Linked DNA regions of Ovis aries: region 2 is linked to region 1. The links are chromatin contacts, called in public Hi-C maps. All regions are on one chromosome and are shown on one strand. The core of a region is the stretch at or near the end of the contact, and the rest is flanking DNA. Distances in the headings are between cores, read along the strand shown.

The links. A called contact is a pair of places that touch in the nucleus more often than the background predicts.
Region 2: a Hi-C map of hypothalamus shows a contact between it and region 1, with 5 times the contacts expected there. The contact joins the enhancer-like site here to the promoter of LOC114110806 in region 1. A contact is called at or near these places in 8 of 16 Hi-C or Micro-C datasets (hypothalamus, liver, mesenteric adipose tissue and 4 more).

The regions. Positions count from the first base shown.
Region 1 is chr25:30,346,980-30,351,902 of ARS-UI_Ramb_v3.0, reverse strand. It overlaps LOC114110806 (putative uncharacterized protein encoded by ZNF503-AS2), which reads right to left and starts at 2,418. Exons shown (of 4, transcript XR_006058018.2): 1 at 2,080-2,418; 2 at 1,673-1,836. It overlaps ZNF503 (zinc finger protein 503), which reads left to right and starts at 2,163. Exons shown (of 2, transcript XM_027962213.2): 1 at 2,163-2,815; 2 at 3,550-4,923. The coding sequence starts at 2,507.
Region 2 is chr25:31,013,920-31,018,842 of ARS-UI_Ramb_v3.0, reverse strand. LRMDA (leucine rich melanocyte differentiation associated) reads right to left here. Exons shown (of 8, transcript XM_060406709.1): 3 at 2,296-2,427. Among named protein-coding and RNA genes, the nearest start is that of TRNAG-CCC, 590 kb to the right of the region's middle. Within about 2 kb of position 2,097, at least 19 of the 54 cell types and tissues checked have an H3K27ac peak or open chromatin away from gene starts, as enhancers often do. A contact at or near this core is called in hypothalamus, where this site is marked.

The DNA.
Region 1 (4,923 bases), core at 1,169-3,668:
CCCCGCGCGGGTACAGACTGGCTCCCGGCTCCCCAGCGCTCCCAGCCCCACCATTTATCAAAAGGACTTGACAACAAAAGAAGAGCCGGGGTGGAAAAGGGCGAGGGGGAGGGGAGAGTCAAAGTCTTCCAAGTCCTTCCGAGGAAAGGGATGTACCCTTCTCTCGCCCCCTTCCAGTTTCTGCGAGTTTTTGGAGGTCACCCACCCCTCGAATTCGCTCCAGACGCTACCAAAGCCCTGACCACTCACACAGATGCACAGGCATTCATACACACTTCTGCACTCAGATCCAGGTACGCGGAGGCACGCAGAGCGCCTCCCCTCTGCCTTCCCAACAGCCCGAATGACGGTGCAAATCGAGGGGAACGCGGCGGTCCCGCTCCGCTTCCCTGGAAGAGCCAGTTGTTCCCACAGGCAGCCGCCCCCACCCCACCCCACCCCACCCCGCCGCACCCACCCTCTCTCTCTTGCTTCTTCCCTCTGCTCTCCCCGCGCTGGTCAGTCCCGGCTCGGCGTTCCAATAAATTCGAGCGAGCAGCCCAGAGTAACCCTGGCTACCAAGACTGCGGGGATGGCAGGGGTTGAGGGAGGGCTGGAAGAGGGGGCCTGAGTGAGCCTGGAACCTATCTGCCCCAACACACACGTCAGGCCTCTTCTTCGCAACCTCTCAGCCCTAGCCACGATGGGGGACGGGTGTCAAAGAACTGAGGGGGGGGTACCCCACCACTGACCTCCAGAACTCAAGGCTACGTTGGTAATGTGGCTCTTAGAAAGAAGCTTCCGAGTTTGGAGTCAGGGCACTAGGGAGGGGGTAGAGGGGGCCAGCTGGCAGCCTGACGACTGCACTCAACGTACCCCGAAGGGAGTACCATGGCTTGGGGGGTAAAAAATCTCCCGTGTTGGACGTCGCCACTGCCTGTCTCGGATACCGAGAGCGCTCGGAACTCTGCGCGTGGCCCCAAAGGAACGGAATCCCCAGAGGTGGAAGGGTGTTATCTCTCTCTCCAGTACCTAGAGGAGCGAGGCGCACACCCCAGGCCAGCGCACCCTTCTCAGCGCCCTTGGCGCACCTGCGCACTTTACTCTCACTATTCATTTTCCTGACACCGAGCGCCTCTTTCTCTTCTTTCATTCTTTTTCTTAGAGCCCCCGCCTCTCATCCCAGGAGGCTGCTCCTCCTTCCCCCTCCTTCAGTTCCCCCTCAGTCTCTTCCTTCCTCTGCGTCTCTCTCTCCCTCTCCCTTTTTCCCTTCAAGTCGCACCCGCCTTGTAATCAGCAACAAAAGCTGACATAAATCACCGGCGGATTGACAAGAGCTGACAAATAACTGATTGATTGCGGTCGAGGAACATTGACAATTGATGGAGGGGTGGAGATGCCCAGAGAACTCGGGAGGGGGGCGCGGGTAGAAGAGAGGGTGGCAAAGGAGAGTAAGAATTGCGGGGGGGTGCTGAGTGTGAAACAGAGGAAACATGTGACCCCCCTCCTGCCCCAATCTGCGCATCTCCGGGCGTCACGTGGCCGGGAAGGGCGGGGAACCTAGCTTAGAGCCGAGACTTGCCTCCTCCGCCTCCGCTGCCCACCTAGCTTCTGGTTTCTCTGCCGCCGAATCCCGGGAAATCAAAGCGGGCGGGCGGACTTCCTCCAACACCCGCTCCCCACCTTTCCTTACCCAGGCGGCTGCACCGCAGGAGATTTCAATTACTGAGGCGGGGGAGAGAATACTTGGGGGTGTGGACCTCCGTGGCGGCCCTGGAGTTGACAGTCCGGCCGTTGTCCAGACTCCTGCTAGTGCTCCTTCTGAACACGCTCAAACTGTTCCTTGCAAGCACCCTCCTGCAAAAGAAGGTTTCAGTTTATTCTCCAGCTGGGGAAAAGGACGACGAGGAAGAAAAGAGAGGGAGGCGGCAGATAGCAAACGTAGAATAAATGTCCAGCTCGTCCTCCGAGCGAAATCTAGGGAGGGGACACGCAGGGGGAGCGGCAAAGAGGGAGCTGCCCATTAAAACCAGCGCTGAGAGTCCTGGCGGCGGCGGCGGCGGCGCGGGACGCGTCACATCCCCTTGACCCTCCAATCACCTCGGGCTCCCATTTGATTGGAAGGCGGCAAAGGCTTTAATCTCCCCCTCGGTGCAGCTGCTTTTGAAGTGAGTTTCCTCGCCAGAGCCCCGGCTGGACAGGCAGCGGCTCACATCGCGGAGAGCAGCGCCAGCGCCGGGCCGCGAGTGCGCAGCGCAGGGGCACAGCCCAAGGCCGACACGGCTAGCCACCCGGCACTCCCGCAGTCGGGCCGGCTCCTCCCGCTCGGCCGCGGCTCCGCTGCGGGCCACCCAGGATTATTCGCTTGTGGCTCCAGGCGCCAAGAAGGCGCGCTGGGCGCCTGTGACCGCCGAGCCAGCTCCACCTCCTCCTGCTGCTCCTGCTCCCCGGGCGAGAGCGCAGCCCGGAGCCCGCCCCGCGCCTCCTGGAGCCCTCCCCCCGCTGCTCCCATGCGCGCGGGTGGGTCATGAGCACAGCGCCCTCGCTTTCTGCCTTAAGAAGCAGTAAGCACAGCGGCGGCGGCGGCGGCGGCGGCGGCAGTGCGGACCCTGCCTGGACCAGCGCGCTCTCTGGAAATAGCTCCGGCCCCGGCCCAGGCTCGTCCCCGGCCGGCAGCACCAAGCCTTTTGTGCACGCTGTGCCCCCCTCTGACCCCCTCCGCCAGGCTAACCGCCTGCCCATCAAGGTGCTGAAGATGCTGACGGCACGGACTGGCCACATTTTGCACCCTGAGTACCTGCAGCCCCTGCCTTCCACTCCCGTCAGCCCCATAGAGGTAAGGACCCTATCCCCGGATCGCGCTGGGACCACCACTCTGGCTGCCCCTCCACGGGATTTCTTTCTCTTGTGATCTGCAGGGGGTGAAGGTGGGGGGATCGGAGTGATTCAGCTCCGGGATGAGGGGAGAGGATCGTGCTCCCGCACCTTAAAACTAGGGCGGAAAGAGGGGAGGAGGTAGAATGGGGTGTGAATGCTAGGAGCCAAGGCAATCAAAACTTGTTTCTTCCATTGGTGTTAAAGCCCCTACCTCGACCCAGGCCCCCTCACTCTCAGGCCAGAAGACAGACGGGAGTCCAAAATACGGTTCCAAAGTCCCGGTCCTCCGGTTTCCCAGAAGCTGGTATTTGTACACAGCCTCTAAGGCGCCAACGACCCGAGCCCTTACTCTGAAGTATTAGAGGTGGGGGTGGGGAGTACAGTTCTGGGTCAAAGAATCAGAAACCAAAACATTTTTCGAGTTTGTTTTTTTTTTTTTTCCAATCCAGTTATCGCTTAGAGAGGACAGGAAAGATCCTGGTGGCGGGGCTGGGGGTGGGGTGGGGGTGCTGTGGCCTTTCTCAAGAAAGAGAATGTGTGTGTAGAAGGGATGTCTCCTAGATTTGCGCCTCGGGGCTGGAAGGATCTTTACGGTCTTGGCTGAGGTGCGCTCGAAACCTAGAAGGCAGGATTCTAAAGGGTTTCCCCTTCTTTCTTTGTGCGCCCCCCCCCGCCCCACGTCTGACCCTGCAGCTCGATGCCAAGAAGAGCCCGCTGGCGCTGTTGGCCCAAACATGCTCGCAGATCGGGAAGCCCGACCCCTCGCCCTCGTCCAAACTCTCCTCAGTGGCCTCCAACGGGGGTGGCACGGGCGGTGCCGGCGGCGGCGCCGGGGGCGACAAGGACGCCAAGTCGGGCCCCCTCAAGCTGAGCGACATCGGCGTGGAAGACAAGTCGAGTTTCAAGCCGTACTCCAAACCCGGCTCGGATAAGAAAGAACCGGGAGGCGGCGGCGGCGGAGGAGGAGGGGGCGGCGGGGGCGGCGGCGGGGGGGTTTCGGCGGAGAAGTCCGGATTCCGGGTACCGAGCGCCACCTGCCAGCCATTCACGCCCAGGACAGGCAGCCCAAGCTCCAGCGCCTCGGCCTGTTCTCCAGGAGGCATGCTGCCTTCGGCCGGGGGCGGCCCGGATGGCAAGGACGACAAGAAGGACCCCGAGGCGGGCGGCGGCGGTGGCGGCGCCAAGGGCTCCGGGGGCGCCTCGGCCGAAGGGGGACCCACGGGGCTGGCGCACGGCCGGATTAGCTGTGGCGGCGGGATCAATGTGGACGTGAACCAGCACCCAGATGGGGGCCCCGGGGGCAAGGCTCTAGGCTCGGACTGCGGCGGCTCATCAGGCTCCGGCTCCAGCTCCGGCCCCAGCGCGCCCACCTCCTCCTCTGTGTTGGGCTCTGGGCTGGTGGCGCCCGTGTCGCCCTACAAGCCGGGCCAAACAGTGTTCCCTCTGCCTCCCGCGGGCATGACCTACCCAGGGAGCCTGGCTGGGGCCTACGCCGGCTACCCGCCCCAGTTCCTGCCACACGGCGTGGCGCTCGACCCCACCAAGCCGGGCAGCCTAGTGGGGGCTCAGCTGGCGGCGGCCGCGGCGGGTTCTCTGGGCTGCAGCAAGCCCGCCGGCTCGAGCCCCTTGGCCGGAGCGTCACCGCCGTCCGTGATGACAGCCAGTTTGTGTCGGGACCCGTACTGCCTCAGCTACCACTGCGCCAGTCACCTGGCTGGGGCGGCGGCAGCCAGCGCGTCGTGCGCTCACGATCCGGCCGCGGCGGCCGCGGCTCTCAAGTCCGGATACCCGCTGGTGTACCCCACGCACCCGCTGCACGGCGTGCACTCATCGCTCACCGCGGCCGCGGCCGCCGGCGCCACACCGCCCTCTCTGGCCGGCCACCCCCTCTACCCCTACGGCTTCATGCTCCCTAACGACCCGCTCCCCCACATCTGCAACTGGGTGTCGGCCAACGGGCCTTGCGACAAGCGCTTCGCGACGTCTGAAGAGCTGCTGAGCCACTTGCGGACCCACACGGCCTTCCCCGGGACAGACAAACTGCTGTCGGGCTACCCCAGCTCCTCG
Region 2 (4,923 bases), core at 848-3,347, 670 kb before region 1:
GTGATTAATAAATAATTTGGCAAATCATTCTGACAGCTGACATAATCACATATGCCAATCTTAACGTATATAACGCTGAGCCGGAAGAAGCACAAGCTGGAATCAAGACTGATGGGAGAAATATCAATAACCTCAGATATGCAGATGACACTACCCTCATGGCAGAAAGCGAAGAGGAACTAAAAAGCCTCTTGATGAAAGTGAAAGAGGAGAGTGAAAAAGTTGGCTTAAAGCTCAACATTCAGAAAACGAAGATCATGGCATCTGGTCCCATCACTTCATGGCAAATAGATGGGGAAACAGTGGCAGACTTTATTTTTTTGGACTCCAAAATCACTGCAGATGGTGACTGCAGCCATGAAATTAAAAGACGCTTACTCTGTGGGAGGAAAGTTATGACCAACTTAGATAGCATATTCAAAAGCAGAGACATCACTTTGCCAACAAAGGTCCATCTAGTCAAGGCTATGGTTTTTCCTGTGGTCATGTATGGATGTGAGAGTTGGACTGGGAAGAAGGCTGAGCATCGAAGAATTGATGCTTTTGAACTGTGGTGTTGGAGAAGACTCTTGAGAGTCCCTTGGACTCCAACCAGTCCATTCTAAAGGAGATCAGTCCTGAGTGTTCTTTGGAAGGACTGATGCTAAAACTGAAACTCCAGTATTTTGGCCACCTCATGCAAAGAGTTGACTCATTGGAAAAGACTCTGATACTGGGAGGGACTGGGGGCAGGAGGAAAAGGGAACAACAGAGGATGAGGTGGCTGGATGGCATCACCGACTCGATGGACATGAGTCTGAGTGAACTCCGGGAGTTGGTGATGGACAGGGAGGCCTGGCGTGCTGCAATTCATGGGGTCACAAAGAATCGGACACAACTGAGAGACTGAACTGAACATGTATATCTAGCTTTATTTCATACTTTGTGGGAAAATGCCCCATCCTGTTTCTAACTTACCATGTGAACACAAACGTGATTAAACCACTTCAGGTCTCAAATACTCCATCCATAAAACAAGGTGATTGGATTTCAAGTCTGAGGCAACATAGTCAAGTGGAAAGAACTCTGGATCTGGCCTCAGTTGAGACTGAATCCAGGGCCTGGTATCTTGTTAAACAACTGGCTGCGGGCCTGTACTTCAATTCTTTGCTAATCTAGGTAAATGGAGAAACCACACCCTTCTCGAAGGGTTTGCAAGAATGAAAACAAATGCACTTGAAGTTACCAAGCACAGTCCCTCATCCATAGGAGTGCTCAATAAAGAACAGCTAGCTGATCATAACAATTCCTTCATCCCACAATCATTTATTAAACTTCAACTTTGTGCCAGACGTTATTCTAGGTGTGAAGGAAACAAGTAGTAACAAAGCTGAAAAAACAGCCTGCTTCAGCACACTGGCACTGTGCGGGCATAGAGGTGGCACTGGGCAGGCATGGAGGTGGCACTGGGAGGGCATAGAGGTGGCACTGTGTGGACATAGAGGTGGCACTGGGTGGACATAGAGGTGGCACTGGGCGGGCATAGAGGTGGCACTGTGTGGACACAGAGGTCCACAGCTCTGCTGGGAGGAGCTGTGTGCCTCACACTGCATAACCCTGTGATTCATTTCTCAGCCTCATTACAGAATCCAGAGCAATGGATCCCTCTGAAGTATCACCCCAAGCTGCTGGATCCTCACCACCTTAAGTAGAAACCACACACTGGAACGGCTCTCCTTGGCCCTTCTCATCATCCCAGTACTGTAAACACCATGGGGGGCAGAGCTGGACCTGGGCTTCACACTTATCCTCCACCTGAGCCCCTTTCCCCTCTCTCCGGTCAGAAGTGTTCCGCAAGTCTGCCCCAGAGCCTTCCAGAACCCTCCGTGGAGGCTGAAGTCGCTTGGCCGCACTACCCTCTGCCTCCCACCAGAGGTCGCCCTCCCACACAAGCCCAAGCAAACAGAAGCCGGCTTTGCCTTCTCGGCAGCAGTGACATTATTTTCTTTCTCTATTTTTATCTATTAAAAAGATTTCTTCACAGCCATAACTTAGATCTCTACACTAAAATGGAGCAACAGGAAGATATAATGGTGCATTTCATTTATGAATGACCTATAATAAATTACTCTGAAGTGTCCCGAGTGCCAGGAGACAGAACGCTTTGTCTGCCCACGGACTGTATTTCACCTACTTTAATTTAGCTGACACATAAAACTCATTTGACATTTCACAGGTATTTGTGTGGGGGGGATGGCCTGCGGGAGGGGACCGCTGCGGGGCCAGGCAGGGAGTGGGGGCAGGGGCAGAGACAAGGATATTTGGTTCTTGTTGAGGGTTAAGGTGTGGAGCCTGGGTAGCCCCGGCAACACGAGGTCATCGCCGAGCAGATTGTTGTCCAAGATGAGTTCCTCCAGGCTCCCGAACGCGCTCAGTCCTTCCAGTGACCTGCAATGACAAAGGCAACAGGAAAAATGGTCCTGCACTAAATCAGGGAGGCCATTATGAGCCGAAATAAATATTTTAACCTTCCCTTTCAGGACTGGGAATAGTTTGGGCTTGGTGCCTGTCAGCAAAGTGAATGACAAGAATTAGTAGAGGGAGCCGGGGCGGGGGCAGCGGGGGAGAAGGGGCCGCTGGCACTCACCGCATCCTTCACGCATTGCCAACATGAAGGATGAGGGTCACTTACTGAGTAGCCAGGATCCAAAACAAAGGGCTTCAGATACGGCCTGCAGGATAAATTTGTCAATGTCTTGTGGCTTCAGGCACCCAGCCTCGGCTGACCCTAACCTCCATTCCCAAGATAAATAACTCTGTCACAGTTCACCTTCATTCCCTGGACACAAATTTAAGTTGTCATCCATCATTTCTGCCCAGAAATATCATACCCTCTTACAATAATAAATATAACTTCAAGTATCATTTCTTAGCTGTTCTCTGCGCAGTCCTAGGAAACGGCAGGGAAGGCTTCCTTTCTCTGCATTCACCGCCTTTGACTTTCCCCCATCTCTGCTTTTTTTTTTTCTTTACTAATCACTTAATTTGCTTCTGCCCAGTGTCCCAGTGGCTACCTCAAAAGGCAAGACACCCGAGGAAGCACACAGTCACTCCAGTCCGAGGGGCGGTTTCTTTTTCTTTCATGATTTCTTTTTGTTAGGCAGGGGTAGGTTAAGAAAGGGGTTGAGGGAATTTCTGCCTCAAGGCTCCCTGCTTGATGTTTATGGTTTTAATTTATGGATAGTGGATTTCTCACTTTAGTTTTTGAAGGAAAAAAAAAAGCACTGAACCCAACAGTAGAGATGCGGAGGCAGTAAAGAAAACAGACATCTGAAAGGATGAGGTACCCAGCTCAGGGCAAAAAAGTATCAGAAAGGCGAAAACCACCCTGGCCACAGGCATGGCTGAAAGTTAACTCGCAAGGTTAGGGGTGCATGAGGTGCCAGCAGCGAGGGGCAGTTGGCGCATGTGCCTGGCCGGTGCACACTGATGGTGATTACAGAAAGCCGCCCAATGGAGGGACTCACAGGGCCAGGCCACATGCTCCCAGCTCGTTCACCTGCCAGACCCAAGAGCTGTGCTGAGCTTGCAGAGGCTGACAGCTGAGCTATGACAACGCTGGCCAGAGGGCTGGCCTGCATGGGCTCCCTGGCTCTTCTATAAAATGTAACCAATCGGGGAGATGTTGTCTACACTATTTATGCATTTACTGATAGCACTTCCATTACAGACCCCCTTGCTTGCCTATGCTATGCCTAGACCTGTGGTTTGAGTGTGAACTTGAGTACCAGACCTTTCTCGTGACATCCATCCAAAAGGACTCCAAAATTAAGAGGCAATACTTGGGAGGTGAGAGAAGCAATTCAACCCTCAGACTTCACTGGGCCCAGAGCGCCACCAGCAGCTCCGTTCCTGCCCCAAACCTCCAGGTGGCCCTAGCCAGGGCCTAGCACCCAGACCACACCAAATCCCCGTAACTGACACTATATACTCCACAGCGGGGCGTGTGGGTGGGGGTGTACTGCATACATCTGGGGTCAAGGGTCAACAGAGTCATCAAGTTCCATTTCCTCCTCCTCTTCTCTCTTCTTCCTCATGTTTCAGGAAGGCATGCAGTCAGGAAGACCTGTCCTGTCATTTACTTGCAGCCTGAATTTGGGTGTCTCAATAAGCCCCATGAGCTCCCTGCATCTATGTTGCCTGTAGCTATTGAATCTTATGGAGAATAAGTGAGAGAGGAGTAACAACTTACTAGCAAATACTGGTTTCATTCTTTTCCTTCCTCCTTTCATTCGCTGATTTTTCTGGAAGCCCTGACCTTTGGTCAGGGATCCTGATGCAGGGGATGTGCAGAGAAACAGATGTGCAAAGGTGTGTAGTAAGGGTGGCTTCTCATGGAAATGCCAACGTTTCCTGAAGTCCCTTCCTCCTTGGGGGTTAATGAGTGCTGATGCCAAAGTGCTTTTCAGAACTAGCCCCTGTTTATCTCTAGGGGAGTCGAGGCCACCTCCACATCAGGGCACCTAACAGACAGGTAATACGTCCTTGTGCTCAAACATCAGCTGGGCTCTGGTCAAAGGCACGTCCAAAATACACACCATCCTGGAGTAGTGCAAATATAATGCTCTTATCAGGAGAATCAGCAAATGGTTGGCAACTGGCAAGCCGAAGAAAGCTCCTTTCCAAGAGTGCTTCAGGGGAGGCATAAAACAAAACGACACAGCATGGTGAGGACAAAGCCTGAAACACTGGGAGTGCCGCACAGATGCCTTTCCCTCTGGGGGGTGGGCTCTGGGGCAGAACTGAAAACAGGAGGAAGATTTCAGAGAGCAGTTCAGAAGCTCAGGCTCAAATCCCCTGTCACTTGCCTGGTTCGAGATCCCATTTTGCCAAGCCATGTGATTAGCTGCTCATTTAAAAGGGAGCCTTGTTACGTGGCGGGGG